Linked DNA regions of Zea mays: region 1 is linked to region 2. Evidence: chromatin contacts called from public Hi-C data. All regions are on one chromosome and are shown on one strand. The core of a region is the stretch at or near the end of the contact, and the rest is flanking DNA. Distances in the headings are between cores, read along the strand shown.

Evidence for each region. Hi-C and Micro-C count contacts between places; a contact is called where the count stands out from the background.
Region 1: a Hi-C map of leaf shows a contact between it and region 2, with 5 times the contacts expected there. The contact joins the promoter of LOC100279398 here to the promoter of LOC100191159 in region 2. A contact is called at or near these places in 2 of 25 Hi-C or Micro-C datasets (leaf and tassel).

What each region holds. Positions count from the first base shown.
Region 1 is chr3:217,122,577-217,127,467 of Zm-B73-REFERENCE-NAM-5.0, forward strand. It overlaps LOC100279398, which reads right to left and starts at 2,459. Exons shown (of 3, transcript NM_001152410.1): 1 at 2,036-2,459; 2 at 1,702-1,896; 3 at 1-145. The coding sequence starts at 2,371.
Region 2 is chr3:216,903,269-216,908,328 of Zm-B73-REFERENCE-NAM-5.0, forward strand. LOC100191159 (GBF-interacting protein 1) reads left to right here and starts at 2,656. Exons shown (of 10, transcript NM_001358427.1): 1 at 2,656-3,037. The coding sequence starts at 2,857.

The DNA of each region.
Region 1 (4,891 bases), core at 1,209-3,708, 220 kb after region 2:
CCGCCATCTCCGTGATCCACGACTGGATGGCGTGGCCCGACACGTCGGACTGGCAACGCGGCTCGTTCATCAGCTCCCACGCCATGATCGTCGGGTCGTCCTTGTATGCCACGCCGGTGATCGTGTTCACCCTCGTCAGAACGGCCTTTTGACCGATTCATGAAAAAAAAAGAAATATACGAGGCATTTGTCAGATGAGTGCTCGAACTAGCTAGCAGACAAGCGATTACTAGTAGTATACTACGCTGCTAGTAAGTAAGAGCGCGCTAAGTAGACAGTGCTAGTTCCAGAACAAAGCTTGTTTGACGGATTGTCTCATGCAGAGCAACACCATCCACAGTTTGTGCAACTTTTTTTTTTTTTGCCTTTCTCTGCTCGTCTTTTCATGCATGTTTTCCGTCAATGTAGGCAGAGTGCAATTGTGCAAACAGTGTGCAGTCTTCACTGTTCAAACAATAACAAGTTCCTGTTGTTGCTGGAGCAACGTTCTCTATATCCATCATCTATATCCGTCTTTTACAGTCTCCTCTAATCCTCTAAAAGATTATATCATCTATATCTTCTTCCTCCAACAACGTCCTCTATACTCAAATATCTATATTAGAGATATTTTTTTATTTTTTATTTTTTGTACATACATATTTGTCATACTCTTAAATGTATTGTACATATTTTAGTTTTGCTAAACCGGTTATTTAAATTATTCAAATGGATAGAGGACCGTTTAGAGAAACTCTATATATATAGAATCCAGCAGCGTCCTTTAAATTTAGAGAACCGTTTAGAGGAACCTGCTGGAAAGCGTAGAGGACCGTTTTATCCTCTATATTTAGGGTACATAACCCTTTAAAGTTCCTTGCTGGAGCTAGCCTAAAACTGTAACTTGGAAACCAAAATATTAGCTTTGTCCTAAACTATAGTTCGTTTTAAACTAATTAAATATATATTAAATAATATATAAATGTGGTTTCCATGTACGTCTTTATTTATTATTATTTGATAAATAACTAAAAAAACTATATTTTGGGAGGGAGCAGTACATGTATGATGTATAGGGTTTGGAATCGAAAAAAAGGAAGATGCTGTAGGTGCATGGCTCCCTGAAAAAAACTACTCTATCCTTTGTTGTGACCTCGAACATAGCACCTCCCATCTCCTGAAGTTTAAATATTTTGCCGCGCGGTGGTTCGCAGATCAAAACGAGGAAAATGGTAATGCCACACATTTATGATTTTTTTATTTCCTTGACCAACAAGAAATAATTTCTCTTTTCAAAAACCAATGTGAAGGCAAAGATTTCAGTTCAACGAAAAGACTCAACAAGGAATGTATAATTTGCAATATATCAGGTGCGGGAATTCCTCCCCTTCGAAAAATAAAAAAATAAAAAAACAATTAATGTATAATAGTTAAAAAAACAAGGAATATATTTTGGGTATATAAATTAGATGCTATTTTCTATAAAATTAGTTCGAATTATTTTTAATTTCGTTCAAATCTAGAATTGCACTTCTTAAAGGAGAGAGTATCATCTTTTGAAACAGGTAAGAGTAAGACTCTCCTCCGACTGACTAGTGTCTCGTGAGCAGAAATGAGCTTCAACTAACGAAACGGCGCAAACTACTATGGTTCTTAACGAAACAAAATTAATATGGTTTGCAGCGCACACACTAGATCTCACTCTCATTTTCACTCACTTACCTTGATATGGTTCTTGTAGATGCCCTTTACAAAGGGGTTAGTGAAGAACTCATCGTCAGATCCAATGGTCTGCCCCCGCTCCCTCGCCCACTGCACGTACTGCTTCCTCCCTCCAAAGCTGTCGTAATTGTTCACGAGGCTCAGAATCATCTTAATCCCATGCTTCCTTGCCTCAGACAGCACGAAATCCAGCCCCTGAACGAACAGCAGTCAGCAGATGGGAAAATAAACCGGCAACGCGTCAGCTCAGCAAGAAAGAAACAACGCAGATAAATAGCAAGAACATCTCAAGAATACGAGTCGTCGGCACAAGGGAAATGAAGAGTATGATGACCTGGAAGGTGTTCTCGTTGTAGCGGCCGGGAGAGTACTGCAGCGCGCTGCCGCCGCCGCCGCCGCCGTCGCTGAACGCCCACGTCCTGGCCACGGAGAGGCCGGCGCCGGCGGCCTGGCTGAGCGCCGAGGTGACCTTGCCCCTCCGCGCGGGGTCGGCGCCGAATGTCATGAGCCAGTAGGCGTTGAACCCGTTGGCGAAGAACGGCTTGCCGTCCTGCACGAAGCGGGTGCCCTGGACCCTCACGAACGCGTCCCCGCCGGCCTCTGCTGCTCGCTGGCCTCCGTGGACGAACAGGAGCAGAAGCAGGGCAAGAGCTCCGCCGCGAAGGCCCATGTCTCTCTTTGTTTCCAGTGTCCCGCTTAATTTGTTCTTGGATGGCAATGGTGGTGACGTGAAGCGAGGGTGAAGAATGCAAATATGGAGGCAGCTCAGGCCTCAGGCAGGATGCCAGCTCTCCCAGCTGAGGTTTAAATAGGCCGAGGTCTGGTTTTGGTGAATTTCCTGAGGTAATCTTCATCACTGCTGCAAAAACGGTCTCTGAGCGAGGCAGGACCACTAGTTAGCGGCACCAGTGGTTCTTCCGCTCCGCACCACTATTTTGCGAGCGGAACAAGGTAATATCGACCTTGTTTGAAAAAAAAATAAGAAAAAGCAACAACATGAACTTTCTTTGTCGGTTACGGCGCTTGAAGGCAAAAGTTTTTTTGCTCCAAGTTTGTGGACAGTGAACACCCCACATGGGTGTTGGGAAACATGAAGGTGATGGGGTTTGTTTGACACCAAAATGAGCCGGCGGACTGTCCGGCCCTGAGGCCGGACGGTCCGCGGTCCGGACGGTCCGCGCCTGTGCGCCGGACGGTCCGCGCGTGCGCAGAACAGATTAGGGTTCCGAGTTTTGTGCTATGATTGTTAGCTAAAATTATGGGATAAGCTCGGAAATTAGTTTGTAAAGGGTCCAGCCCCCCTCCTCTATAAATAGAGAGGTATACGGCCGATTTGTGATCAACAATCGAATCAATACAACTTTTATTCGCATTTTATCCTAGGAGTAGTTCTAGTCTAGTTTAGGTTTAGCCTCTCAATCCCCAAATTCTCCGCCTCTCCTCGACTCTACGTCGATTAGAGGAGTCTAGGTCGGTCTACCCGAGCCTAGACACCACCTAGGATCTCTACTCCCCGACGGGGTCCCTCCCGGGAGCGAGATCCAGGCGCCGTCGGCGATCTTCCGCCGTCCCTGCGTACGCGCGGACCGTCCGGCCGTCAGGCAGGAGCCCTAGCCGCGCACCAGGCCGCGGACAGTCCGGCCCCAGGCCGCGGACAGTCCGCCCTTGCGCAGAGAGCACCACCGCGCCTCGCACCAGGCCGCGGACCGTCCGGCCCCTGCGCGCGGACCGTCCGCCCCTGTGCAGAAGGCACCGCCACGGTTCTTGTTAAGTGTTTGGCGCTCCAAAAAGGCGTCAACATACTTTTTGGCGACTCTGCTGGGGACAACACATATAGACCTATTAAATCGGACCTCAATGGCCGGTTCAAAAGATAGCTCTGAGGTTTCCACCAGCAATATCATCACACCGACATGGGAAGCCTTGCCGGCTGAAGAACAGCTCCTGTTCGAGGAGCGCCAGGAGCAGCTGATCCAAGAAGCAAAGGCGAAGTTCCTGGCTGACTTCAAAGTGGACAGGAACAACAAAGTCGTTCGACAACGGGCGACAGATCTGGCTTCGCTCCGACCTACTACGATTACCCCAAATGTAAGTAGCACCAACGAACTCCAATCTCTTAAAGCTTACATAGACGAACAGCGAGAACAGATGCAAAATATCATAAGGGTTATGCAAAACGATTGTAGGAGACTAGTACGTGCATTTGATAAATCTAGTATAGCAAATTTTCCTTCACACGAGGTTGAATTAGGAGATAATACACGTAATACATCGGTTAAAGGTTGTCACGACCAGTCACAACCCCCTTATGGGATGCCGATGGACACGTACCCTGAGCAAACGCAAATCGGCAGTAAACCAGCCGATCTACACATGTTCGGACCGTTCGCTCGCGAGCGCAGACCGTCTGGGTCAGCCACACCCGAGCCACCACATAGGGCACCGAATTTAAACTATCCAGTCGGACGGTCCGCATACAACGACGGACGATCCGCATATAATCACGGACGTTCTGGGTACGTATCCGGACAGTCCGCGCATGAGTCTTTTAAGGGGGATTATTACCTGAATCCTCGCCCGTCCCAGCAACACTTCCCATCACATTATGCAATGCACCAGCCCATTAATTCAGGATCCAGAGCCCAGGAAAGCTTTCCGGCCCCACCTAGAAGGCCGGAAAGAAACGATCAAACATATGAGCCATATAGGGCAAATGGAAATGCACCACGTAGCTCAAACCAATGGGGGGAACGACAACATACTAACATGCAACCAACCCCACCTATGTTTGACCAGAGAGCCGGTGGTCTTGCACCGGCTGCCATTGGTATAGTGAGGGAAGAAATAGCCGGGGCGTTCCGAGATAAGCTCGGAGTAAGCATGATCCCTGGGGGGCAATCATATCGGAAGCCTTATGACAGCCGATTTGATCACCACCCATACCCACAGGGAACCAGGATACCCGAGTTTGCAAAGTTTTCGGGTGACCAAGGAAAAAGCACGCGTGAGCACATAGGCCAGTTCCTAGCACAATTAGGAGAATTGGCCGACACCGAAGCATTCCGTGTGCGTTTATTTTCATTATCCTTAACAGGGACTGCATTCACATGGTATGCCACGCTCTCTCCTAATTCCATTTTGTCATGGGGAGACTTAGAGCAAAAATTTCATGAACATTTCTTCTCTGGTG
Region 2 (5,060 bases), core at 1,406-3,905:
TAATTGTTGCAACATGCAAACATGACAAAAGGCCTGCCACTACCAGATAAAGAACGATTTGGTCGATGTGCTCCAGTTAAAACTCCGTGCTGCCACAAATCCTACTTGATTCTGAAATCTGCAGGTGTGATCGGCAGGCTTTAGAGAAGAAGCTTCAGAAAAAAAACAAGTACCCTTTCCCACCTGCACAAGATATATGAGGACGGACCTGTATCGTTATATGAGGTTGATATCATATAACGATTCCATTGCACAAGAACCCTTTCCCACCTGCAAAGACGTGGAGTTTAAGTATTATTAGGATATTTTTTGACTCGACAAAAAACAATGTGCAAATGCAAGACTTGAATTTGTTAAGAAGCAAAACCTTTTGTTATGAAGTTGCAATGCTTGAATGAAGGTGGTCCTTTGTATTGTGCACTGAACTAAGGCACATCTTTGCAGGCATGACAAGCACCCTACAGAATGGGGCCATTGCACATTAGCATAATTCCACATTGCACACAAATTGGTGAAATTAAGAATAATAGAGCCCTTGTTCTCATCCAATCTGCTTTGGTGCTTCCTATCTCCCCCCAATAACTTCCTATCAGGTTGACACAATTTGGAATTCAATCTACACGATCATCTTTAACCACCGGGCAACCATTTCTAGACACCCAGGGTCACCTAGCGACCTTGATCAATGCAGGAGAAGAGAAGAGGGGTGAAGCCATGACGACAAATTACCTATCGAGGAAGAGGGCCACCTTGAGGGCATAGCAGAGGCTGGACTCCTGGTGCAAAACTAAGCTTTAAGACACATTAACAATACCATAATGAAAGGTTCTTATGAATATAGTAAGCTAAAATGTAAAATCACACATCCCTGAACATAAAATGCAAGATCCTACAGGGACAGACAAAAATAACGAACCTCTGTCTTATACAATGACTCAAAACTCCCAGACAGTGCAACAACCATTATCAGCACTTCAGGTCGATCAGCAAATGCAGTTTGCAGATTACAAATTACCTGCAAGTAAACACAAAGGCAACATAATCTCAGTGAGGCCCGCGCAGGAGCCGCAGTGCTTGCCGGGGCAGTCTTCGTGACTTCCCCAGTAAAGGTACCTCCGGTTGCTGTCCCTATTATCGTCGTCCCGGGTCCGAAACCCCAGGAAGGACAATGTATCCGTCAAGGTCAGTGTGTCGGTGAAGGACAAGATGAATAGGACGGAGAGAGTCGTCGCAACAGCAATAGCGGCCAGGATGGCCTGCTTCAAGGGCGGGCGGGGCGAGGATTCGGGGAATACAGCGCACATCGACTGTCTCGGCGAGGGCACAAACGTGGAGAATACAACACAAAGGAAGTACTCTACCCACATCGCCATGAACTTGGCCCAGGCTGTCGAGCGTGACTCTAGCGAGTTCGTGCAGGGAACCACGAGGCGCTCCTTGCCGACACAGCTGACCTTGCCAGTCGCCTCTACCCGCCCTGCCATCCCTAGAACGGCGGCGGCGGCGACACCCACATGCCCTTCCTGTCCGCGCAAGATCCGAAGACTGGGTGTGGGGGGAAGAAGTAGCGGTGGTCGAAGACCTGCGCTGAGGCGTGTGGGCGAGGATGGCATGGAGGGGGACGCCGAGGCAGGGGCGAGGGCGAGGGTAGGCTGGGCGCCATCAATGGTAGTCAACACCGAGCTTGGAAGGGGCACAGGGATGGGTGCGGTGCACGCGGGGAGAGGATGGGGGCACGTTACTGCTGCAATCGCGGTCGGTGGAAGGCGGGGGCACGCAGGGGCGTTCATGTGGACGGGGCGGGGCGTGGGGCATGGGCCGTTCCCTCGCATCGCACCGTAGGGATCTGAGGCGGAGGCGGAGGCGAATGCGGATCTGGCGCCGATGAAAGGGGCTATGGAGGCGGGGCATGGGCGCGCACGCAATGATGGCCTGCGGGGATGGCGAGCGGCGCGCCGACGGCGAGATTGGCGGGGGATGGGGGCGAGGACGGAGCATGTGGGCCGCGGACGAGAGGGCGCAGACGCCGAGATTGGCGGGGGATGGGAGGTGAGGGCGGATCAGCGGTGATGGTGGGGAGCAGAAGAGAGGAGGGTCCGCGGCGCGATATGGCAACCGTGTGCCAACATGACTGTGGACGTCTACGTTAGGGTCTTAAGGAGTAGTAGGGTATGGGTCTTTGTCGGCGTGTGCCGTATCTAGTCCGGCGGCTGGCCCACATGTATAGGTAATATATACATCGCCGCGCTGGTCGGACACTGTATTACACGTAGGGTCAAGGAGTAATTTCCCCACGTGGTAAAGCCTCGAGGTAGAACTTGTTTGCGTTGCGAGAGTGCACCGCTCCGCTGAGGCAATCCACTGCATGTTACACCTACGTGACGCAGACGTACCCACTGAAGCACGGTGACCACGTATGGGCCCGAGAAGAGTGGGCCTGATATGTCAGCGTGGGCGTGTGAACTCAGTCGATCAACGTGCCAGCGACAAGTGTACACGGGGTGGATAGGGAGGAAGAGAGTGGGGGTTGCGCGGACAAATTTGAGAAATTATTTTTAATCCATCTCTTCTCGGCCGCAGCCCACATATAAAGCAAGGCGAGGGCGAGGTAGGGAGGATCTTGGAATTTGGCCGCCGTCTGCGTTGCTTGGGTGGGGAAGGAGCAGGCGGCCAGGCGCAGAGCCGCAAAAGCAGACGCGAAAAAGCCCAGGCCCGAGCCGAAGCGGGGAGGCGACACCGCTGCACCTGCACTACCGCTCGCACGGTCAGCGATTTGCCGCCTCGCGGGAGCCAGCTTTGGCGTCGGCGTCGGCGTCATCGTCGGCGGGGAGTTCCCGGAGAGGGATTCCGGTGAGGATGAGCAGCGGCGGCGGTGGAGGGGGAGCCAGGGGACCGTCGGGGCCCGTGCCGGCGTCCGCGAGGAAGCTCGTGCAGGGGCTCAAGGAGATCGTGAACCGCCCCGACGCGGAGATCTACGCAGCGCTGCGGGAGTGCAACATGGACCCGGACGAGGCGGTCAGCCGCCTCCTCTCCCAAGGTCCCATCTCTTGTCACTCCCCTTTTCCTCACCGTTTCGTGTGCAGGCTCGGTCGTTAATGCATGATGTTTTCGTGTCTAACTGGATTGGATGAGTGCGCGTGAGTGCGCGCTGAGAAGTTGTCTATAGCGTCGGGTCTACTTGGAGATTTGTGGCGATTTGCTATTGCTCAGCCAGTATTCTGGGGCGACTGTGGTTCACGCTAGGCCGGTAGCGGCAGCCTGACAGTGGCGGACTGACTGGAATCCCCATTTCGGATTCGATTGATTTTGCGAATATTTCGTTTAGGCCATTGGTTTGGATGTTTTTAGAATTGTTTGCAGTGTGAAATTCAGTACTTTTCTCAGTGCTTGTTACTTATGATTCTCAGTTCATTTGTGAGTTTTGTGACTCAGTAATTGCAGAAAATGAAACTAGGTAATTTTTTTACCATTTTGGCGGGTTACTGTTAAGCTTCCGAAACTGTAAGAAGGAGCATATGTTTGTTTTTATTAATGAACTCAAATGAACTGGATCAGTTTCTTCCTGTTATTGCCATCACACTATGTTCCCTTTTGTGTTCACAATGTTTGATGGCTTAAACTGTTTAGAGCTGCAGTAACTATGGATCTGTCAGACTTAGATGTTTGCATAAGGAAATAGGATAGTTTTTTTTTTCTATTGCGTGTTTAGGCATTGTAGAATGGATTGGATTAGCTGAAGGATGACAAAACACATGAACATTTGGGAGATGCAAAGAAAATGGCTCAACTGGTGAGAAGGCAAGGAAAGGTGAAGCTATTGGGTGAATGCAACAGAGGCTCTAAGAGCTCTGGTTGTTTGGGTCTTAAGTTTTGTCAAACAACAACAAAGCCTTTCTGGTCCGAACAAAGGTGGGTTGGCTAAAATGAGAAGATAAACCGGACTGACATGTCTAAACTTAGCTTATAGTCAGATACAAAGGATATTAGTCCTCTATGTTATGTTTGAACTTTACAGTCTGATTTCTTATCTCAGGTAGAATTTGGATGATCGTCAACATCTGTCTTCTCAGGCTAATAGTATGATATAGATTCAATTAAGATGATCGTGTTGTCTTTATACACAAGCTTAATTTGTCAGATACCCCCGCCCCATTTATGATTATTAAATTATTATCATGCATGGACCTGGATTGCTTTTTAGGTTTGGTTTCTTGTTTTTGTGTTTGGTACTGAAAGAACACCTTGGTGATTATGGTCTCAGATTCCATGTTGAGTTATATTATTTTGTGGTTCATGAAGGTAATGCTCTGTATTGGCATCTGCTGCCACTTTTGTTGTCAGAACCACCTTGAATTTGCAATTTGCAGTTTTATGAGATCCAATGAAAATTATGAGAGATGGTTAGCTGGAATATTATCTTAATTAATGTTTGAGTATTGCATGAATCTTTGTTATTTGGTCATTGACTGCCGAATGCTTTATTTTCATGCAAGACTATGGGTTTCATGAACCTCGGGGATGCCTTGCGATATCTATTTTGTTTTGTCCCAAATGGCTCTATTTTAATTCCTATTGCCCCGTTTAACCTGGTGTAAGTATGGTAAGTAGTGACTGTTGGCAGCCCTGTGTTGGTTTGGGTTAGGCCCTTGATTGCCTTGATTCCGACTAGAAACTGTTTGACCTGGGTAAAGTTATCTGTTAAGGGTAGAACTTGCTGTAATTTAGTTGCATCAGAATGCAATTTGGATTTTGCCTGTTGTGGAAATGTTGTATATCTTGTGCGACAGATTAATATACCTATTATGCATTTTTAAACACTGGCCCCTCTGATCCTTACTGTTCTCAGCTTTATGAGGGAAGTAGGAAAATGGATTACAACAAATGTTTGAATTAGATGGACATATTTCTAAAATTATCCAGCACAATTTGTATATATGAGTTTTGGTATGATGGTATCACAGTTGAAAAAAGTCCTTCCTATTGCTCAATTCAATATATAATTTTTTCCTTGAGAAAATATACACCTGTTTTGTGTACAACAGCAACATAGAATTAAAATT